Regions from separate parts of the Mus musculus genome. Here region 2 is linked to region 1. A link is a contact called in public HiChIP or PLAC-seq data. All regions are on one chromosome and are shown on one strand. Each heading gives the region's core, a stretch centred on a gene start, on an enhancer-like site or on the middle of the called end of the contact. The rest is flanking DNA. Distances are from core to core; before and after follow the strand shown.

Evidence for each region. HiChIP or PLAC-seq counts read pairs in DNA pulled down with a chosen protein or histone mark.
Region 2: a contact with region 1 is called in a FOXA1 HiChIP or PLAC-seq map of pancreatic cancer cells. The contact joins two enhancer-like sites. A contact is called at or near these places in 1 of 15 datasets of contacts at CTCF or cohesin (the NIH/3T3 cell line) and 2 of 115 datasets of contacts at active chromatin or transcription factors (CD8 T cells and pancreatic cancer cells).

What each region holds. Positions count from the first base shown.
Region 1 is chr13:5,341,706-5,349,407 of GRCm38.p6, reverse strand. No RefSeq gene overlaps it. Among named protein-coding and RNA genes, the nearest start is that of Gm40659, 87 kb to the right of the region's middle. Within about 2 kb of position 3,502, at least 52 of the 459 cell types and tissues checked have an H3K27ac peak or open chromatin away from gene starts, as enhancers often do. A contact at or near this core is called in pancreatic cancer cells, where this site is marked.
Region 2 is chr13:5,674,480-5,682,181 of GRCm38.p6, reverse strand. No RefSeq gene overlaps it. Among named protein-coding and RNA genes, the nearest start is that of Gm35330, 46 kb to the left of the region's middle. Within about 2 kb of position 3,966, at least 5 of the 459 cell types and tissues checked have an H3K27ac peak or open chromatin away from gene starts, as enhancers often do. A contact at or near this core is called in pancreatic cancer cells, where this site is marked.

The DNA of each region.
Region 1 (7,702 bases), core at 2,253-4,752:
TAGGTGGAACAACAATATGAACTAACCACTAACCCCAGAGCTCCCTGGGACTAAACCACCAAAGAAATCACATGGTGGGACTCGTGTCTCTAGCTGCATATGTAGCAGAGGATGGCCTAGTTGGTCATCAAAGGGAGGAAAGGCCCTTGGTCCTGTGAAGGTTCTATGCCCCAGTATAGGGGAATACCTGGGCCAGGAAGTGGGAGTGGATGGGTTGGGGAGCAGGGGGAGGGGGAGGGTATGGGGATTTTTTTTGAGGGGATAACTAGAAAGGGGGATAAAATTTGAAATGTAAACAAAGAAAATATCTAATAAAAAATAAAGCTATACACTATAAAAATTTAAATTGATATATGATGTCACAGCTAGCTTATACATGTTAATATGCATCCAACTGAGAGAATGAACTACTAAAATGTCTCAGGTAAACAGAATTGACACAGTTCAGAAAAGCGTTTTGCTGGATTTGTTAAGTCCCCTTTGACTAGACATGTAATTTGTGGGAGGATGACTATTTGAAATGTATGTTCATATCTACAACTATTTTTCTGTATTAATGGAAAGATATATTTTTATTTAAACTGTGAATTAAAAAATGATAAAACACAAATATAAATGTATGTATATTTATTTATTTATAATGGTAAAATTTAGGAGTATTTAAGCAGAACTAAGCTACTGAAGACACATTTTAAAAGATCAAAGCTCTGCAAATAAACACACATGATAGCCCACACATGTGTCTTCTTTCAAAGTGAGTCTGGAAGCCAAAAACACTTTTGTAACTGTAAGATCAAATATATTTCTTGCACCAAAACTCATTCTGAAAATTGTATGTTGGTTATAAAAACAACCTGTTATAGAGAAGCAAACTCAGGAGGAGCAACTGCCTTGATATTTTAAAGGTGAACTTATGACAGCCAAAACCTGGAGCAGGAAGATTAAAATGCCTTTAATTTGATCATTCTTTGCCTGCAAAATGCCACAGACATTATTGGTTTTGAAAGCTCCGGAAATATGTCCTGATGCTTTCAAGCGTCTCATCCTTCTCAGTATACTGAGTATTTCTCGTCCCTTCTTTCCGATGCCCAGCTCCACCAATGTCAATAAAGCACACTGTCTGCTTTAGTCTGGGAACCATTCACTCTCTGCACTGTCTTCTGCACTCTGGCCGAGATAATGCATCTGGGTCTCCTTAGTGATATTCTGAACACATTTTTGCTCTCTTCCACCCAGAGCACATACTTCTGGTGGAATTCCTGTTGTGTGGGAGGCCAGCTAAACTGCATTCACACACTGGCACTCCCAGATGTGTCCTTGCTGGATTTATTCCAGTCCCTCTGTCTCAGCAGCCAGACATGTGTTGCTTAAGTCTGATCTTCAGTATCTGAGCCTGACAACCACAGGAGCCTTTGTGCTGTTTATTTATTTGATGGCTGTCTGTCTCTCTCTCCCTTTCTCTCCCTCTCTCTGTCTCTCTCTCTCTACCTGAGTGCGTGTTTCCTTCTTTTATATGTTCTTGATTCCTTCTTTTCTATTAAAATTTTAAAAATGTTTGTTTCCAGGACAAAAAAAGTAAGACTTTTAATGGCAGCCAGGAGATGAGATGAGATGGTGTTTGGGTGTTTGTTTTAGTTACAGGAAGGTCACTACAATTACAACTGCAGGCAGACACCTGCACCATCTGTTTTTGTCAATAAGCCTTTCAAAAGAACACAACACACAGTCATTTCCCATCAGGATGTGTTCTTTCAGACCTGTGAAGAACATTGGCTCACCTGGAACATGACTATTTCTTGAAAGATTTTTTTTTGCTATATTATATGATGGTAAGAATTGGTTGTTAAATGTGAGAGTGGGTGGGTAGGGGAGCAGGACAGGGGGAGGGTATAGGGAACTTTTGGGATAGCATTTGAATTGTAAATAAAGAAAATAGCTAATAAAAAAGGGGGAAATGAGATATATAAAAAAAGAGTTGGTTGTTTGTGAGGAAAAAAGAAATCTTGTCTCAAGTTAAAAGCTTGAATCCCTACTCTGTCTCTCTGTCTGTTCCCGAGTCTGTGTCTGAGTGTGTGTCTGTGCCTGTGCCTGTGTCTGTGTCTGTGTCTGTGTCTGTGTCTCTGTGTCTGTGTCTGTGTCTGTGTCTGTGTCTGTGTCTGTGTCTGTGCCTGTGCCTGTGCCTGTGCCTGTGCCTGTGCCTGTGCCTGTGCCTGTGCCTGCCTGTGCCTGTGCCTGTGCCTGTGCCTGTGCCTGCCTGTGCCTGTGCCTGTGCCTGTGCCTGTCTCTGTCTCTGTCTCTGTCTGTCTCTGTCTCTCTGCCTCTCTCTGTCTCTCTGCCTCTCTGTCTCTCTGTCTCTCTGTCTCTGTCTGTCTCTCTCTCTCTGTCTCTCTCTCTCTGTCTCTGTCTCTGTATATTAGTGATGACTGGGGAAATGGGACAGGAGTTTTGGAGAGCAATCACAGCCATCTAGCCATCACTGTTCAGGCTGATGATTTGAATACCTGAGAGAGACACGAAATGATTAACACATAATACTATAGACGGTAATGGGTATACCACTTCCTGGAAAAGACATCATTCATAGGAAGTGACCACAAGTCTTTGTCAACTGATTCCCATCCCTGGAAATATCCAGTGAGTGAAGTTCCAAAGCCTTCAGAGTTTGGTCAGGCATGACAACTCTTTATTTGTTGCTCTTAACTCTTGTGATGGACACAAAATCCAAACAATAGATGTCTGTATGCATTAGATATTTTTGTTCACATGTGATGTAAACACTACCTTTATCATTTTAAATAAGGGAAATTAAGACTACAGCTTAGCAAGAAAAGACAATACCTTATCTAGCCTCCTGAAAGTTCAACAGTTTCATTACCATATCCCACTGTATCATAGCTATTAAAAAAAAAAACAAACAGAAAATACAGGCTTTTAATATTGTGGATAGGATTGTGAAATCACAAACACCCCAGTATGTGATGAGTGCTGTGTGTAACAAAGAGGCGCAGCCGCATTTCTTCACTTTCCATCCTCAGAACAGTCTTAAATTTTAGCCTTCTCTAGAAGGATCTCCCTGATCTTGGAAGAACAAATATTCTCCTGGATTAATTATCTCGGAGGAAACAGTTTTCCAAAGGGAGCCTATCATGGATTGATTTTCTATGTTAATGAGTTATTTATTTTCTCATATATTTCTAAGTCATCTCCGTAAACATCGCTTAGTTTGAAGAAATGAGGAGTTTTTGTTTATTGTAGAAAAGCACATTTTTAAATTACATGCATTTTTTCCCTTTTTGGGTGAGGCAAGAAGGAAAGAAGGAAAACCATAACTTGTTTACTGCAAAACAGAATGTTCGGTTAACTGCCCAAATCAGAACTTTCCCGTACTGACTTAGGAATGAGGGCTGATCAGTAATCTTCACCAAGTTCGGAGGGTTAGAGGTGACTCAGGCTCCATGAATGTGTTCTGGTCTTATTTAAAGAAAGGCCCCTGAGTCATGTGGAGTTGTGTCAAAATGTGTGGTATGTCATGTTATTTTAAAAAGACAGCTTGGGGAGAGGAAATTGAACTATCTTTTTTTTTTTTTCCAGGGAACTTTGCCCTCTTGTAGAAGTCATTTCCCACACATCTCACTTTCTTTGCAGTCAGGCTGTGGTGTATTTTTATCGTAGATATATCCCTAATGACTTCTCATGTCGAGCTTGTGTAGTGAACTATTTTTCATTAATATTTATCCTCAGCTGCTGTTAAATGCATTGCTTACAGCTGAATACATTTACCATCGATCTACTATCATTTGGATGTCTCATCCATCTGAAAGGATGGCTAAACACATATATTTGTTATTTTTAACAATAGGAAAAAATTCACAAACCTAAATGAGTTTCAGTTATCTTAGCTAAGTAAAATTTGAAAGTGTCAATCTTGTTTGTATTCAGAATTTTTAAGTACATGTAAAAATTTTTTAGAAATGTAAAAAAAAAATTAAATTAAAAAGTATAAATACCCAAAGGACTGCCAGGGGAGGAAAAGGCAGCTTTCTTTAGAGCTGTAATTTGTGGTTGGTTGACCATGCTTCTGTGCATGTCCCCACATACATGTGCATGTGGAGAGCACAAATTAAATTCAGTGGCTTATTTATATTTAAAAAAATAAGAAGACGAGGAAAATGAAGTTGCAAGGATGTCTGTGTGGATCCAGGAGTCTAATGGAGAAATGGGACAGAAACAATTCCACATGTATTAAATTCTTAAAGGGTAAATTAAAATATATAAAAATAGATGGGCAGAGGGGAGGTATAGGGGATTTTGGGATATCATTTGAAATGTAAATGAAAGAAAATATCTAATAAAAAATTTAAAAAATAAATATGTAAATTTTAAAAGTGTAAAAAGTACTTTGATGAATAAAATTATACTTAGTTATGATGAACTGTAACTTTAGGGTTCATGATCAAGTATGAAATCTTGAATAAGGGCTTGTCCAAGTATGTGAGCTGATTTGTTATTATAAATCCACTTTTGCTTTTGAGAGTCTTTCTCTATACAACAGGAATAGTATACATTTCAACTCCAGTTTGGGTAAATTGCTTCTGGGTCTATTATTCGGTTCAATCAACCAAATACTAATTAAAGCCATCCCATTTCCAAATCTAAAACACTGAGTCAGGAAACATATCCCTATGTTCAGCTTGACATGCTCCATTTCTTGCTTATTTTCAGTCTCAATACAATGCCCTAAAGATACACTGCCATTTTACCCCTATTTTTGCTGATGAAAACTGGCCAGACATGCAACTGCTTGGGTGTGAATCAGTCTACCACAATTTGAGAATTGAGTCTAACTACAGATTTCAATGGAAATGAAATAATTGTAGTAGACTTTTAGGGTTAGCAGGAATCTTGATCGAATTCCCATTGGTGGGAGTTGCATGTTAGAATGTGGTACTGAAGTCCTGTGACAGAATAGACTCTGCCTACATTGGACTGCAAGAAAGGCTGTCAGAAGGCAGGACTCTATGTTCATATCCTCACCAAAATTTGCTCACATATTCTAATCCCAAATTCCTGGACCCAACTGGTTCAGAGTCATTGTTCTAATTTTAATTAAAAAGGCCCTTTACGCTCTGGAATTTAGTGTGGGCTACAATTGGTCTAACCAAAACTTAAGTTTTATTTTCAGAAGTATTTACCCTCTGGCTATAAGATAAGAATACCTTTTTTACTTGTTTTTTTGTTTGTTTGTTTGTTTGTTTGTTTGTTTTTTTAATTAGGTATTTTCTTCATTTACAAAAAAAAAAAAAAAAAAAAAAAGGCCAACAGTGTAAACTAACCATGTCCCTTTGGAACTCCCAAGGACTAAAACACTAACCTACACAGGCTGTTCTGAAACACCACCACCCCCCACCCCCGGCACATATGTAATAGAGGACTGCCTTGTCATCCTCAGTGGGAGAGGATGCACCTAATCTTGCAAAAACTTGATGCACCAAAGTAGGGAATACAAGGAGGGAAGGAACACTTTCTCAAAGGTGAAGGGAATGGGGGCATGGAACCTGGAGGAGGGAACTGGGAGGGGCAGCATTTGGGATGTAAATAAATGAATTTTTAAAAAAGAGAATAAAATTTAAATAACATAATCAACGACAAGAAAAGATAAAAATGCCTTTCCAAGCAAAATTTGTAAGCTCCTTTTATAGAGCATTTCCTAAGAATTTAGCATCCTGACTTCATCATTCACATTCTCAAATTCTTCAGCATGATTATGAGAAACCAAACAACCTAATTGTTAGCCTCCTTTTTGCATAAAATCTGAGCATTTGCTCATCTCTAAATATTCTTTGTCACTTCGAGCTTCACCCTAAATAGACACTAGTAGCAAATGCAAAAAATATCCCTGTTTTCTTTTAAAATATTTATTTCTATATATGTATATATTTGAATGATATTTGCAGAGAACAGAGTGGAGCATCTTATACCACGGAGTCAGAGTTACAGGAGGTTGGGAGCCACCTAATGTTGATGCTGGGAGCTAATATTAGAACCTGAGCAAGAAGAGTAAGAACACATAACTTCTGAGTCACCTCCCCACCCTCTCTACCCACTCCATGTGCTCCACCTTCTCCATCTTTACCCTTTCCTCCATCCTCTCAACCATCTCCATCCTTTTCATCCTCTCCTTCCTCTCCACCCTCTCTATGCTCTCCATCCTTTCTGCTCTCACTCTGCGGAGACAGGGTCTTACTGTGTTGCCCATTTCAACATCTGAATTTTGGGTTTGGGGCTCAGGCCATTTTAACACTCTTCATACTAAGCTGGATCAAGAATAAAAAGAAACCCGGAGTTGCAGCATCATCTGGGGGTATAACTCACATCAAGTAAATGTAAAGTAAGAGTCACATTAAAATTTCTCTCTACATTTCTGGGGTCCTCCATCATCACTGCAAGATTCTCGAATGGAGAGAAATGTAGCTCATCTCCACGCACCTGACACTTTTAGAACCTAACTTAATTCATTCCATGCTATCTGTTGTCTTTCTTAATTTTCCCACTCCTTGTGTTCTTTGGATTTTGCCACCTTGATGCAGAGGATATTCTTGTTATTCTTTGTGTTTATTTTTAGAGTACAACTATGTCGAGTGTTGATTGAATGTCTGAGGACTTTGTCCTGGGGTTTCTAATTGCTTCAGCAGTGCTTCTTAGAGGAAAATGTAAGGCATCTAGAAATAGTCTCTAAAATCCTATGCTTTTATTAAATCTTAGTTGCTTTTCATATAGGATTTTCAGAACAGTTTCTATTATATCTCCTTAGCCAACAGCATATTTTTAAGGTAGCTTGTGTATAACATGTGGCATGAATCTGTTATTAGTTTCATATGTCAGTGACTTTTAAGAGTCCTCTATATTGAATGTTTCTGTCATTCTCATCCCATGAGTATCCTTGACTGTCTTCTGTTCTCATTTCGTGAGTTCTCACCATACACAGAATAACCTAAGAGAGTGAAAGAAATTCCATAAATAGACTATATGTACCTTGCATCTTCTTGTCAAGTCCTTCAGGGCTCAGGATTGTGAAAGACAGAAGCAAGAAAAGAAGCTGTGGGAAGAGATGGTTACCTGACTAATACAAAGGCAGATACTCATAGCCAACCATCAGACCCAGACTGGGGACCCCAATGGAAGACCTACAAGAGTGACTGAAGGAGCTGAAGGGGACAACAACCCCATATGAATAACAATATCAACTAATTGGACCACACAGAGCTCCCAGAGACTAAATCACCAACCAAAGAGTATCCATGGTTCCAGATACATATGTGGCAGAGGATTTCCTTATCTGATATCAGTGGGACAGGAGGCCCTTGGTCCTGTGGAGGTCTGATACCTCCGCATAGGGGGATGAGTCAGAAGTAGGTGAGTGGATGGAAAAATACCCTCAGAGAGGCAAAGGGGTTGGGAAAGAGGGGGATGGATTGGAGGTTTGTGGAGAGGTAACTCAGAAGGGGGATATCATTTAAAATGCAAATGAATAAAATGGCCAATGAAGAAAAGAGATAGACAATAGTCTCACATACTATGTTCTTTGATTGTGATGATCTTGCTTTGAGAATGAACAAGCAAAGATTCTGACCCATGAAAATTCATCAGCAGTCAACACTTAGATACTGTGATACTGCTGTGCAGTATCCTGGATATCAAGGAT
Region 2 (7,702 bases), core at 2,717-5,216, 330 kb before region 1:
CACCCAGATCCTGACAGCTTGCCTTAGCTGCATGGCAGACTCTATAACATTCTCTCTTTGGGGGACACGGGATGCCCACAAGACTCAGGAAGCTAACTGTAACACAAATGGCTTGGAATCTCTTGGAACTCATGAGACTCAAGAAGCTGAGATTCAGACAAGGTGTAGCAGAATCCTCTCAGGGAGATAAAAACCACCAACACTTTATCACTAAGGAGATTGAAGAGTCACCTCACAGTGAGATGGTCTTCAAAGTGCTACAGCTGCCTTTGAGTCGCCCATACTCTAGGAATCTCTCCATTTATAGAGACATAAATAGAATTGTTTTTTTTTTTTTTTTTTTTTTTTTTTTGGTATGTGATTGGTTTACTATCAGGGATGAATAAATGTGTTCATAATACCCAAGAAAAAGTCACCCAATATCAAACATCAAAATTAATATGGGCTGCTACAGAAATCAGCTGTTTCTGGAGGAATCCTAGGAGAAAACTTTGTGTCCCTATCTCTTTGGGGTTAATTTTAGAAGAGAATAGCATCAAAATAGTGGAAAACAAAGTACAACTCTATTAGTTAGCACTTTTTCTCCAGTCACTATGACAAAACATGACAAAGAAGCTTCTTAAGAGAAATGAAGTTATTTTAACTCCTTGTTTCAGAAACTACTTGTCTGTGATGACTCTGTGGGGTACAGGAGTGGAGGTCAAAGCATGCTGCATGATATGTTACATCTTGGCAGATCAGGAAGCAGCCAGCTAGCCTGGGATTGGAAGAAGAATAGAATTCAAGATCCTCCCATCGTTGTGTTTTAACAAGACAGGTGTCATTGTTCAGTGGTCAGTGGTTCCACCACTTCTCAAAATATCAGCACCATCTGGAGATCTAGTGACCAATCACAGGAGCCTGTGAAGGACAGTTAGCATCCAAACTATAGCAAGTGCATTTGTGATCACCTCCCTATGCAGGTATGATATTGTGGATACAGACTATCACATACTACCTTGGTGGAAGGCCTTGACTCAGATCTCACCTGTCCAAGGGAGGACCTGGTTGGGTGATGCCTGCAGAATCCAGCATATTGAAGCAATTTTCCTATTTGTCTCTCACACTACACATTATTTTCCAGAGGAAAATAATAGTTGTGACAATTTGTCATTTATTTTAAAAATACTAGCTCAATGATGACAGGGCATTCATGAACACATTCACAGCTATATTCATTTCACTCTGCTTTGAAGTAAGTTATGCTCAAAACATTTCAGCCCGGTCCCCAAGATCTGATACAGGGATTGGTAATCTGTGGAAATGTTTTGAATTGTTACCAATAGCCAGGCAGCCCTGCTCTGGAGCTCCTGTCAACATCTCAGCAAGATTTGGTGTGTTTTTTTCAGTAGCTAGATAGTAAATTTGAATTACACTTGCAATGGATTTATGAATTCAGCATGAGTCATGCTTGCTCTCAGGTATGTTTCTGCCACTACAGGAGACTGGTGACTTTGCAAATTGGACTTTATCCTTTTATAAATTAGAGTATGTGCAAAGGATTTTAGTTTTAAATTTCTTTAGACACTCTATATGTAGCCATCCTACTCAAAGATGTAAAAGAATATGGAGTTTGATTTATCTGTGCTTAAAAACCTTCATATCCAACTGTAGAAATGAACAAATTTACAGTTAAACTTCTCAAGACATTATTGTTTTGTGAATTCTGCATACAAAAAATACCCTGTAAGTCACTAAACACGAGCCTTCATGCCTTTTCACAGAGCTGGAGCTGATGATCAAAACCACACCCATAGGAAATGAAAAGTGTTAGGTCACTACAGGATTTCTAGAAGCTTATCAAGTTTCTTGACTTCTCAGATACAATTTGTCTCATGTGTAGTTTTCAAGAAAATTTTTGATGCAGTGCAGTAGATTTGCTCTACAATAAAACATCCAAATATATCATCTTTCTGCTTAATGAATCACAAAAGGAGCTGTGTCTCATTCCAGCAATAGGCATCCTCTTGCCATCTTCGGTAGCCAGTTCTTCTGTGCTCACCACATCTTATGAAAGATCTGTCCTGGCACTAGATGCAAGTTCCAAGTGGACGATTTTAGGGAAAAATAAAGTCAGAAGCCTGGAAACTGAGGCATAAAACATCATCCTGGCTACTATTGGAAGAGGGCTGAGGATATGTGATGGAAACATACCTTTTATAAGGTATATATACATATATATGCTGTTCTACTGATGGTGCTGCTCTATTCAAGTTCAAGGACCATTCATTTTACTAGAGCTTACACTCTCCAAGGAGACAGGATTAAAGAAGAAACATAAATGGAAGCATATTTTGGCATGGAATTGCCCTTTGTATAAGCAGTTGACAACCATGTATGCAAACGGTTCATAGCCTATAATTCAGGTACAGGAAATGACTCAAACCACTGAAACAATTTTGTTTCGAAATCTAATCTAATAGTTAGTGATCATAACCCTTAATCTTAAGGTTATTTTCAGGAATTGTCAGTATTTACTCACAAGGGAAAAAAAAACTAGAAAAGTATATAACAAAACTCAAATGAGTTGAAAGGGGAATTTTCAATTTTTTAAAATTACATTTACTTATTTATTGGTGTGTGTGTGTGTCTGTGTGTATGTGTGTGTGTGTGTATGTGTGTGTATGTGTCTTTGTGTTTGTGTGTGTCTTGTGTGTGTGTTACATGTAACATGCACGGGAAAGTCAAAGGACAACTTGCAGAAGATATTTCTCATCTTATACCCAGTATATCCTAGGTTTTATTAGGCTTGATAGCCAACATCCACTGAGATATTTTTTCTGGACTCAAAACTGGAATTTAATTTTGGAGGCTCCCTAAACCAGGGATACTGGGATGAAATCTTTCCTTGATCTGAATTGGATAATCTGTGCTATGGATTTTTCCATTTTCTCCAATTGTAATTTTAATAAACACAGCCCAAGACAAGAGTATTAAGAGTTTGCAGAGACATTTTCATTAGGCATTTTATCCATTCTAACATTAGGACAAGAGATGTCTTAGAAATATAGTTAGCATTTTCTTACAATGCGTTGTAAGAAAATTTGGAAGGGATACCTCAAAAATTTTGAGTTTTTTATATTTTTTCCTACTTTAGTGCGGTGTTCTGAGTATGTTTCTCTAAAGGCATGTGTTGTAGGCTTCATCCCTGATGGGGTAGTGCTGGGAGGTTGGAGATGCCAGCTCAGAATGGGAGATGTTGAGCTCATGAGAGCTCCATCCTCATGATTGGAATCATGTCAGTATAAGGAGCTTGGAGCTAGGAATTCCAGGCTTCCTGACTTCTACTCTCTTAACCATCCTCTTCTTGGGATAAAATAACTCAGCATGAAAACACAGAAGTTCATTTGCTCTTGAACTTCCTGGTCTCAAGAACTGTAGTTTATAAATGTATAAACGTATTTATACATTTCTTCTTTATTTGTAATTTACCCAGCCTATAATGTTCTGTTGTAGTTCCAAACAGACAAAGGCATCAGCATATACTGACTCTTGTGTGAAGAAAACACAAACTGCTTTTGACAAGATTGCATGCCATTCCTAGCTACAACATCACAAAGGTCTTTACCTCTTTGACTTCCCCTGAGTTGTGAAGCAGTTTCCTCAACATTCCATACAACAGGGATGCTTTTTAGTCCAGAAGTTGAACAACTCAAAATAGCTTCAGGAAGCCCATGAAACTAACCGGATTCTCAAAGACCCTCCTTGGAAAGAGTAAACAGTAAAGACTGCAGAGAATCACTCTTAGACAATCCAAGGTGCAAAGAAGATTCTGCAAGAAGCAAAAATGTTGACCCAAACTGGTTTAGATCAACTGAGTCTCTGGCAAAGGAGCTTCTCTGAACTGATGAACTACCTACAGGCTGTGCAGTGTCCTAGAAGTTCCCAGATTACGTGAGCTGTCACCCATGCTGGAGCGGGCTTGGGTGATTCAGCTGGCCTTGAATCATTCCTGCTCCTGTAAATAACGCCTCACATCTGTTCCTGTAAGTAACCCCAATAAAACTCATTAGTTCATCATGTGGACTTCAGTGGTATCCACATATTGATCTTTCTGGGATCCTTATCTGGGATGAGTAAATGTGTTTTGGATTTCTCCAGGAAAAGTGTTGTCACACATCACTATAATATTTAGATTAAAAAAAAAAAAACAATCTGTAGTACTTAAAGAAGTAACTTGAATTCCTATAACCCTATAAAGGAATGTTATTTCTCTCTCTCTAAAGAGTCAACTACATTTCTTCTTTTTATTTTCCCATTTCTGTTTTTCTTTCTCTCATTCTTTTCTTTTTTTCTTCTTCTAATTTTATGTGCTTGTATGTTTTAACTATATACAAATTTATGCTCTGCATACATGCCTTGTGCCTATAGAAGCCAGACAAGGTCATTGAATCCTCAGGAGCTGGAATTAAAGAATGTTGTGAGCCACCTAGTAGGTGCTAAGAATCAAACCCAAGTCTTCTGCAAGACTACCTAGTACTCATAATTGCTGAGCCATTGCTCTGGCCCATTGTAATTTTCCTGATGCTGATCAGACATGGTGCAGAAGTCTGAAGTATTTTTCTCTTTAATACTCCCAGGCATTCAGACCCCGGCCTGTTCCACTATGTTGCTGAAGACCTCCTCATTTCATTTCTAGGACGAATCTTCTCCTAGACACACTCCAAAAGAATACCCACTGTTGGTATTCAACAAAATGTTTCTATGATAATGACTGCATGTCTGAGTGCATCCTGGTGTACCATAGAGGTCTAACAGACAGCCCTTACCTCCATTGAATCTGGTTTCCAGTTTTGAAAAACTAACCTTGACTTTACCCTTGCAGGTTTTACTTCCCTGAGACATCAGATTTACATTGCATTTACCAATGGCTTAATTTGTATATATACGTAAACTCTTTTGGAAATCATGCCTTTGACATTTGTGACTAAGCAAACTTTGCATGTGGAGAAAGAATTTAGAAAGGCATTTCATTTCATATGATGAAAATTAACTTTTTTATTTTTAATCTTTTTTTAAAGATATTTTCTTTATTTACATTTCAAATGCTATTCCCTTTCCTAGTTTCCCCTTCAAAAATCCCCTATCCCCTCCCCCTGCTCCCCAACCCACACACTCCCATTCCTGGTACTGGCATTCCCCTATACTGGGACATACAGCCTTCATAGGACCAAGGGCCTCTCCTCCCATTGATGACCCACTAGGCCATCCTCTGCTACATATACAGCTAGAGCCACAAGTTCCACCATGTGTTTTCTTTGACTGGTGGTATAGTTCCAAGGAGCTCTGGGGGTACTGGTTAGTTCATATTGATGTTCCTGCTACGGGGCTTCAGACCCCTTTAGTTCCCTGGGTGCTTTTTCTGCCTCCTTCATTGGGGATGAAGATTAACTTTTTATTATTATTATCTCATTTGCCATTAAATCAAACATTAGCTCCTGAGCAATCTGATAAAATACTTGGAACTATCTATAGTTATTTGTAAGAGAAGACTTATTTTGGTTCTTTCTTTTTATCTCAAGTAAGGGATGCAACAGTACTTTTTGTTCACAGAATCCTGAAACAGAAGCAGCATATTCACAGCTGATCTTGTTTCTTTCAGCTTTCCCGTACTTCCTGTTGTTCCCAAACAAATGAATGTGCTGCTCTCTTTATCCCATGCATATCATCTGTACTAGTAATATTTTATTACGAATCTCTCAAAGCCAAAGACCAAACATCTAAGGTTTTCTATAAAGGGCTATCACCTTGCTTTAACTGGAGCAAATGTTATTTTCTAGACATGCCTCTTCCTCTCCCTCCAGCGTAGGCTTCTCATCTTCTAACCCATGTTCTCACTTCTGGGAGGGTATCCTGATTTTTTTCTCCTGCTAATTGCTCAAAGACAACCTTGCTGTGAGAAGTTTGTGGTATATATGCTTTCTATGGCTTTCTGACTGGATTAGACTTTCAAGGTTACCACTGAGAATCACCACGGTACATTTTTAACTTTGAAATTTTTATTTTCAGCAGACATTGGTATGAATAACCATGGCTCTTTTTATTTTTTTTTATATAAACTTGAATCAATGATTAAAAATGACATATATTAAACTCCTTTAATGAAAGGTTATCAAATAAATCACTCAATATCTATAGTGATAATAAAGAGCAGGCAGTACTACTATGCTTGATAGAAAATTGAGACAGAGAATTCAATCAGCTTGACAATGAGGCCTTGCCCCTGAGAGGAATCCCATTCAGAAGGAGCTGAGACCTATCCTATTTCCATGGCAACATTCTGCTCTCTACGTAATGGGCTCTGAATTGGATAATGCACCACATCATAGAGCTTCATAATTCACACTTTCTGGTTGCTCAGCTCCTGTAGAGCAACCTGATTCCTGTTAGCTGCATTTTATAAGAGATCAATTAAGTCACAAAGGAAGGGGTAGAACTAATGTTTCACCAAAACCTACAGCATGGTGGCTACTAATGAATTTTTCTCCTTTTTTTTTTCCCGAGTTGGTGACAAAGCTAATTTTTTAATCCAAAATTTCTCTGGGAACCACAATTGATTTTTGTGTTGAATAAAATTCAGAAACTCTCTAAAAACACACAAGTCCTGGAGATTGATTATCATCTGCTGTGACAGGGTGGAAAGATAGCCACCTCTGTAAAATTGTCTGAGTTTCAAATCCTCACAAAGACATCAGTTTCCAGTGAAAGTTGAGCCCACTCACCCCTTTGTCTGATGGTATAATAACATTGATATGGAGAAAAAAAGCATCTGCTCATTGATGTATTTATATAGAGAAGATTGGCCAGCAAGCTTCTGGCACAGAATAGGTCTCATAGGGGAAGTTCTTGGGAAGATTCTGAAATGTACATTTTCTGCAGATTTAGGTACTTACCATTTAAATTTGAATATAAATTCAAAAAGATATTTTATTTTTAATGAACTTGAATTGATTTGTTTTTGTATTCCCTTATATATTTTTCATAAAATAGTCTTATGGAAAGGATTTTGAATTTCATAATAAATTTACTCAATGGTGAAAAAAAAAAAAAGAATAAAACAGGTAATGTGTTAGGTGTCAGTCATGGTTAGAGGTTGGGCTGATACAAAATAAAGGTGCAGAGGAAGCTAGAACTAGCCTCCCAGCCTATCTGGACCATTGCTTGCTTGCTAGGATCAATTATCTAATTTCATTGGGGAAGCCCATGAACCTTGGGTGAGGTGCCTCATTCAGATGAAAGCAGTTACATCAGAGAGGGACTTCTGCTATCAGCCTTGAGCAGACTGTATTCCTGGAAGATCAAAGTGTTTCCATAATGAGACATAGCCTGACAGCACCTGACACTGTCTCTTCCAGAAACTATTCTATAGGTGGTAAGCAGTGTCGTTATTATTGGCCATTATTCACTCATGGGTTATTTAATAATAAGCAGGCATTTCATAATCCGAGTCACTCTTGACTCACTAGGGCATAGAATCATCTCACAATGGAACAAGAAATGACCTAACCCAGGCTTACTGATTTTGATACTCTGATGGTTGCCTTCATTTTTTTCAAATGTCTTCAAGCTTCTTGTTATATGGCACAGCCTGAGTTGAGTAGCTTGAGATATCACTTACTGCTGTTTTTGATCAAGACATTACTAGTCTATTGAGAAAATGGAT